2 separate regions of the Sus scrofa genome follow, and region 1 is linked to region 2. A link is a contact called in public Hi-C data. All regions are on one chromosome and are shown on one strand. The core of a region is the stretch at or near the end of the contact, and the rest is flanking DNA. Distances in the headings are between cores, read along the strand shown.

What was found. Hi-C and Micro-C count contacts between places; a contact is called where the count stands out from the background.
Region 1: a contact with region 2 is called in a Hi-C map of skeletal muscle, with 8 times the contacts expected there. The contact joins the promoter of ZNF444 here to the promoter of ZNF331 in region 2. A contact is called at or near these places in 3 of 47 Hi-C or Micro-C datasets (liver and skeletal muscle).

Annotation. Positions count from the first base shown.
Region 1 is chr6:60,456,366-60,460,238 of Sscrofa11.1, forward strand. It overlaps ZNF444 (zinc finger protein 444), which reads left to right and starts at 1,642. Exons shown (of 4, transcript XM_021095118.1): 1 at 1,642-1,753. LOC102159166 (a long non-coding RNA gene) reads right to left here and starts at 3,765. Exons shown (of 3, transcript XR_002344832.1): 1 at 2,728-3,765; 2 at 2,289-2,364; 3 at 1,650-1,734.
Region 2 is chr6:56,609,911-56,613,652 of Sscrofa11.1, forward strand. It overlaps ZNF331 (zinc finger protein 331), which reads right to left and starts at 1,537. Exons shown (of 5, transcript XM_021097273.1): 1 at 1,354-1,537.

The sequences.
Region 1 (3,873 bases), core at 392-2,891, 3.8 Mb after region 2:
ATTTTATTTTGCTTTTTAGGGCCACACTCGCCGCATATAGGGGTTCTTAGGCTAGGGGTCGAATAGAAGCTGTAGCCGCTGGCCTAAACCACGGCCACAACAACGCGAGATCTGAGCTGCATCTGCGACCTACACCCCAGCTTCTGGCAACGCAGGATCCTTAACCCACTGAGCTAGGTCAGGAATCGAACTCGCAACCTCATGGATCCCGGTGGGTTAGTTACTGCTGAACCACGAAGGGAACTCCTTGGGCTTGTTTTTATTAGTGACTCAGCTGTAGGTAAAAAAGAGCTAATGTTTATTGACCGACTCCTTACTCTCTGCCAAGCAGTGTTCTAAGTGCTTTGCATGTATTCACTCATGAATCCCCACCCTGGAAGAGGGTGATGGAAAAAGAAAATCAAAGGCGACCCTTCCATGTTTGGGGTGGGCATTTGTATGGATGATGGGTTTATCATCTAACATGGTAGAAAACTGGGGGAAAAGCAAGATTCTTTGCTGGGGGGAGGGGCAAAAATTCTCTTCTGCCCACCTTATGGTTTGAGATGCCTGTTCAAAAATCCAAGTGGAGACGTCAAGTGGGCAATCGGATGTGAGTGGGAACAAGAACATCGTGTTCCTGGAGCAGCAAAGATTCCGGTGTGGCTGGAACACATTGGGCAGGAGAGGCAAGGTGGGCAGAGAGGTGGGCCAGGGTAGGTTGGGTGACAATGAGGGGGTTGGCTTTCACCCAGTCTCGGACAGGAGGTTCTGACTCAGCCACTGACCACTTGTGAAACCAGGGGAAAAGTTCTTGTCCAGCTAATGAATGCTTGTGATGTGCCAGCCACCGTCACACCCTGTCTGCACATCAGTCCAGAAGGTGGGGGCGGGGGAGTCTCCTTCTCACCCTGCCCCGAGGAGACGAGGTGGGGAGGAGGCAATCACAGCCTTAGGTCCAAGCGGCTCCTGTTGTCCTCAGGCCTGGAACTGTCTGTGCATCGAACTGTAACTCATCTTTTCTGAGTTCCTGCCCTTGCTGGGACGTGCAGATTGAGACCCTGACCTACGAGGGTGCGTCGGGGACGTGCAGGCAGCACCCTTCCGACTCACACGGGGGAAACGGAGGCCAGAAACCGCCTGCCATTCTCCCAAGGGATGAGCAAGGTGCCTGGGTCCGCCCTCGAACCACACACTCCCCTCCAGCCGGCTGCAGCCTCACACCGCGATCCGGCTTCTTTCTCCCACCTCACTCACTTGTTCTGCCCGGATGGGGGAGGGGTGAAACCTGACCCGTTGTCAAGGAGACGCACCCTGTAGGCCCAGATTGGTGCAGAACTCTGGCCTGGGCCCCTCCTCCTCGCCCTCCCGCTCCTCGGGCCTGGGGGCCCTCATTTCCCGAGGGCCTGCCGCTCCGCGCCTCCTTCGGTCTCCATGGAAACGCCGCCACAGCTCCTCCCCCTCTCCGCCCACCGGCTGCTCATCCTGGCACGTTTGCGCATGCCTGGGGCCCAGGCCCCGGCCAATGGGAAGGCCCCGGCCAATGGGAAGGCCCCAGTGCGTTCTGGGTAATGTAGTCCAAAAAACCCTGGAGCGGTAAGAGAGGCCATGTTTGCGAGGGCCAATAGGTCGCTGGGAGGGCTTCGGTGCATCTTGGGAAATGTAGTTCTGGTGCTTGTGGAGCCATTCGGAGATGGGCGTGAGTGGGTCGCCACGGCGAGAGCCAATAGAAAGCCACCGTTGTTGCGATCCTTCCTGGGAGATGTAGTTCTAGGTGAGGCCGGCGGGGCCGTTGAGGGGAACAGATCCCTGGGTCTCTGGGAGTGTTGAGGGGAGGGGGACGGATGAGTTTGGCGCAAAGCCTGCCGGGGCATGGAGTTCTGATGAGCTCTGTGCGCATGTGCGAGGAGGCGAGGGGGTTTGGGGGGCCTCGCCCGGGAGAGTAAGGTGAGCGAGGGAGGAAAGGAGGGAGGGATCGGAGGGGGGCAGTTGGGCGAGCTTTGGGGAGAAGGGGTCCGGAGGAGGGAGGGACGGGAGAGTTGGCGGGAGGGAATAAGAAGGGGGCCGGGATGAAGGGGGAGGGGGAGGGAAGCGCGGACGGGAGGGGGAGGGCCCGGAAGGAGGAGGGGGTGTGGGCCCCGGAGGCGGAGAACGCCGGGGAGAGTTGGAAACTGAGGGAGGGGGCGGGGGAGGGCCGAGGGGGGTGGGCTGGGCCCTGCGATGGAGTCTGGGGGCGCAGGACCAAGCCGGTCAGAGAGGTTTGCGGAAAGGGGCTCGGGGCGGGGCGGGGCGGGGGGGGTGGTCCTCACGCGGGCGGGGTGCAGGTGGCTCCCCTCGTGCGTGTCCGTACAAGTTCGGTCGCACTTTCATGGAGTTGTGAGATTCCTGCGGATGAGACGAATTGCCTTGTTTCTGTCTCGATGGAGCTCCCCCCCCCCCCCCCCCCGCCTAGCTTGTTGCAAGGGATTAGGTTCGTGGGCGTGCAGCTCTTCAAGGCTGTGTTTGCTCTTGTTATCATCTGAAGCTGCCCTCCTCCCTGTCAGCCCCAGTCACCCAGTTTTATTTCCTGGTTTAACCCTTATTCCAGCTCGAACTTCGGTGTAATGCAGGTGTTTTTGTTTATGGCGGTATCCCCAGCACCTCACAAAGTAACAGTAACAGGAAAGGTTCGCTCCGGTTGGGGGCTTGGTTAGCACAGCCGAGTGTTGTTCTCAGCATCTTTGTTTTCCCCACATCTTGAATTCTTACCGCGACTCTTGGGTTAGTAGGACTCCTCTTCCCATTTTACACCCCGGGCAGGGCAACTCTGTGTGAAAGGCGTCGTACCTTGTTCAAGGACGAAGAGCTGGGAGGTGGCAGAACTGGGATTTGCTCCAGAGCCCTTTGCCCTGAGTAAATATTTGTCCATTGGGCCGGTGGCTCTCAACCAGGGGCGACTGTGCCACCCCCCCATCCCCAAGGGGACTTGTAGCGCTGTCTGGAGTCACAGTTGCGGAGATACTGCTGGCATCTGTTGCTAAGAGGCCAGCGATGCTGCCAAACATTGTAGGATGGCTCTTACAACGCAGTTATCCAGCCCCACATAACACTAGTGTAAGGGTAGGAAACCCAGGGGAGACAGGCAGGTCTTCATTGAATGCTTCCTTCTGATTCATCCTCCTGGCATCCCTGTTGGGAAAGCTACTGTTAGACCTATACTGCAGGTGGCGAAGGAAGCCCAGGGAAGGCCAGTCACAAGTCCAAGGTCGCACCATGGAGAGATGGCATCGTCCAGGGGCGCCTGCTGTGGCGCAATGGGATTGGTGGTGCCTCTGCCAGACACAGGTTCCATCCCTGGCCAGGCACAGTGGGTTAAAGGATCCGGTGTTGCTGCAGCTTAGGATAGGTCACATCTGTGGTTCAAAGCTGATCCTAACCTGGAAACTTCCACATGCTGCAGGGCAGCCAAAAATGAAAAAAAAGAAGAAAAATCCGACTGCAGCGGGTCAGGTCACTTGGGAAGTGTGACCCCCGGCCTGGCTCAGCGGGTTAAGGATCTGGCATTTCCCAGTTGTGAAAGCTGCGGCTTGGATTCAGGCCCTGGCCTGGAAACTTCCATATTCTGTGAGTGTAGCCATGAAAGGAAAAAAAAAAGGGGGGTAGGATTGAAAGTGGGAGTCAGAGCCTGGTCTCTCTCTTTTTAAATTGTATTGAAGTAGAGTTGGTTTACAGTGTTGTGTTAATTTCCACTGACAGCAAAGTGACTCATTTACACACACACACACAGAGCCATTGCCACACAGAAATACTGAGAGATTTCTCGGTGCTATACAGCCGGTCAGGGGCCTGTCTTTTAGCCATTAAGTAGTTGCAGCACCGTGAGCCCTGGAGTCAGACAGTTCCAGGTTCAAATCC
Region 2 (3,742 bases), core at 287-2,786:
TGGCTCACTAATTGTAACTAGGGGTTACAGCAATGCTACAGCAACGTGGGATCTGAGCCACATTTGTAACCTAAATCACAGCTCACGGCAACACGGGATCCTTAACCCACTGAGCGAGGCCAGGGATGGAACCTGCATCCTAATGGATCCTAGTCAGATTAGTTTCCACTGAGCCACAACAGGAACTCCCAGGATGATTTTTCTGGAGACAGCTGGCATGGGGTTAAAAGAGGATAGAATCAGACACTAGGGCTTTTCTGGAGCACAGACTACATCAGAAAATATCCTCCAATGCCCCACCTGTTCCCACGTCTTATCTTAAACCAATCAGAAATAAGAGGGCACTGAGATCTCAGAATTTCGGAGATCCCTGGTGACTAGGCTCTAATAATTGGAGTTCTGAAATATGTAGCTGTCTTCTACCCCCAGCTACCTGGTCAGGGTCCTCTCCCATCCGAAAAGGGGATCTTCTTCCCGAGGCTTTTTCACCCTGTCACTCAGGTAACCTGAATTTGAGATGGCGAGCACCTATGGCTCTGAGATTGCCATCTCACGACTATGTCTGTGCCATTCTTGTCATTTTCATCACAGGGTTCAGGCTTTGACTTGTATTCGGGGCCACTGTCCCCAAACAAGGACCAGAAGGTTGGAACGTGAAGGGAGAGGGAGCAGCAGAAACATGAGAGCTACAGGTTACACTGTCACACACAACCGTGCTCACTCAATCCGCGGCCACACATCCAAACACAATCCTGCACCTGTCACAGCCAAGCGATGGCACAAACCACCATGAGACACCCCTTGACTCTGTCACAAGAACTGACGCCCACGCCAGAGACATGGTGTGTGTCTCTGCCAATCCCACTTAAGTGCAAAGGCTCATCTCAGCCGCCGAGACACATCTGGGCCCCGCCACCCACGCAGGGCCCACGCGCATGTAACTCACGCAGAGCAGAGTGGCCGAGTCACAGCCCGTCACAGCCTAGCCGCGTCCCCCTTCCAGATGCCCACGCGACGCACAGCCACGGGGATGGCGCCGAGTCGCGCCCCCCGCCCCCCGCCCACACTCACGCGCAAGTGCGTCACCAGTACAGGTACCCGGCCTGTCTCCCTCGCCGACGCTCACGCGCGCGTCTCGCTCTATGCACACGGCTGAGCCCGATCCGCGCGCGCGCGCACACACACACACACACACACACACACACACACACACACACACACACTCGCACTTCCTCCGCAGCCGCTCCCGGGAGCCAGAGGCCGAGGCTCTGTTTCGGGCCTCTCCGCCTCTCTTTCACCGCAGTCGCCCGCCGCGTTCCGTGCTGGTGTCCTCCTGGGATGCTACTAACTCACCGCTTGGGGCCTAACAACCAACAGGGCGTCCGGAGCGAGCGCGAGCGTTGAGGTTATCTCCAGACACCGTCACCAGGAAACCAGAGCTTTAAAAAAAAAAAAAGAAAGAAAAAAAAAAAAAAAATCTTCGCGCAGAAAGCGCATCTTCCGGCATGCAACTGGGCGAGTTTCTACTGGGGGCGGTGCTCCAGAGCCTTCTGGGACATGTAGTCTAGAAACCCAGAGATCCGCGGAGCTGAACACTCAATGGCTCGCTTACCCAGCATGCAACCCCTCAAGAGGCAGGAGTGGAGCTGTGCCTCAGAGGTTTCTGGGAAATGTAGTTCGCATCTCGGGGGCGCTAGACAAGGCCTTCAGAAGGCGTCTCCCCTACCCCTAAAGGAGCGCTGTACCTCCAGACTTGGAGGGAATGCGTTTCAGAGCCGCGGAATTTCAAAATGCTGGGAGCTTTGCCAGCTCTTCGGATTTCTTTTCTCCTTTTCTTCTTTTAATGCGAGAAAAGCATACAAATTTTATTACGTTCTTTCATGTACATGGGGGCTTTCAGAAGAGGATGAAAACCTGAAGATATGTCCACAGCAGGAAGCTTTTATACCTTTGAGACAAAGAAACGATGAATTGTGAAGTATTGACAGTGCTCCGGGCTAGTGATAGACCTATTACGGCCTGATAACTCTTATCTTCATGTAATGAGGTTTGTTTGAGAGTCCTCTGATGCCATCTGTCTACATTTATTATTAATTAATTAATTAATTTTTAGGGCCACACCCGTGGCATATGGAGGGGGGTCTAATTGGAGCTGTTGCCGCTGACCTACACCACAGCTCAGGGCAACACCAGATCCTTAACCCACTGAGGGAGGCCAGGGATCGAACCCACAACCTCATGGTTCCTAGTTGGATTCATTTCTGCTGTGCCAACATGGGAACTCCCAGTCTATCGTCATTTAAAGAATTTACTTTCTGCCTTTTGACAGAGAAGGGGCTCTTTTGTGTGTTTACTGCTTTTAAAGAAGGTTTAATTATTTTTTTCTTTTTAGGGCCGCACCCATATCATATGTAAGTTCCTAGGCTAGGGGTAGAAATGGAGCTGAAGCTGCCTAAGTCACAGCTATAGCAACGTAGAAACGTAGAATCTGCGACCCACACCACAGCTCATGGCAACCCTGGATCCTTAACCCACTGAAAAAGGCAGGGGATCAAACTGGAGTCCTCATGGAGACCATTTGGGTTCTTTACTGCTGAGCAACAACCGGAACTCCCTCAAAGTAATTTTTATGTCAAAGAAGCATGTTTTGGGGTGACATACCTGGTTTCCTTAAGTAATGATGCAGGCATTGTTTTTGATAAGGAGGGCCATGAAATCTTTCTGTAAGTGTTCTCTTTTCGTATACTATGCCGCTTTATACTGTTTATAAAGTTTAGTTTAAGTCTGTCTACTGTGAGTCAGTAGTATTCATGTATTTTCTAAGGTTCCTGTGATGTGAAAAACTTTGTGTTAAGATCTCGTTCCATCTTATTAACAGCTTTGCTGTGAAAGAGCTCAGTTTCCATGCTGGAGGTTTACCTGCCTCCCACAAGTTGTTTTAAAAAAAGGTTTTGCTGAACTTCTAATGGGACCAAGTGAAACACAGAGGCATTTAACATAGCACAGTACTCTCAATGTTTATGAATTTTTGTGTAGGGATGGTATTTCCCATTTTAACCTTTTCTTTCTTTTTAAAATTCTAGTTCATCTACATGTTATATTAATTTCAGGTGTACAACATAGTGATTTAATGTTTTTTATAGATCATACTCCATTTAAAGTTGTTTAAAACATTGGCTATATTCCTTGTGCTGTACTGAGTATCCTTGCGTTTTGTTTGTTTTAAACATGGTAGTTTTTGCCTCTTAACTCACTCTGTCCCTCTCCCATTACCCTTCCCATTGGTACCCACTAATTTGTTCTTTATATTTGTGAGTCTGTTTCTATTTATTAATTTGTTTTATTATTTAGATTCCACACGTTAAGTGGTAAAACGCAGAATTTGTCTTTCTCTGACCTACTTCACTAAGCACAGTACACTTCAGGTCCATCTATGTTATTGCCAATGACAAAAATTTCATTCTTTTTTATGGCCAAGTAATATTACACTGTCTTTTTTTAATCCATTCATCTGTAGCATCTGTAGATGGACACATAAGTTGCTTCCATAATCTTGGCTATTGTAAATAATGCTGCTGTGGACCTTGGGGTGCATGTATCTTTTTGAATTAGTGTTTTTGTTTTCTCAGGTAAATACCCAGGAGTGGAAATGCTGGATGATATGTTAGTTCTATTTTTAGTTTTTTGGGCAACATTCATATTGTTTTCCGTAATGGCTATACCAGTTTACATTCCCAACAGT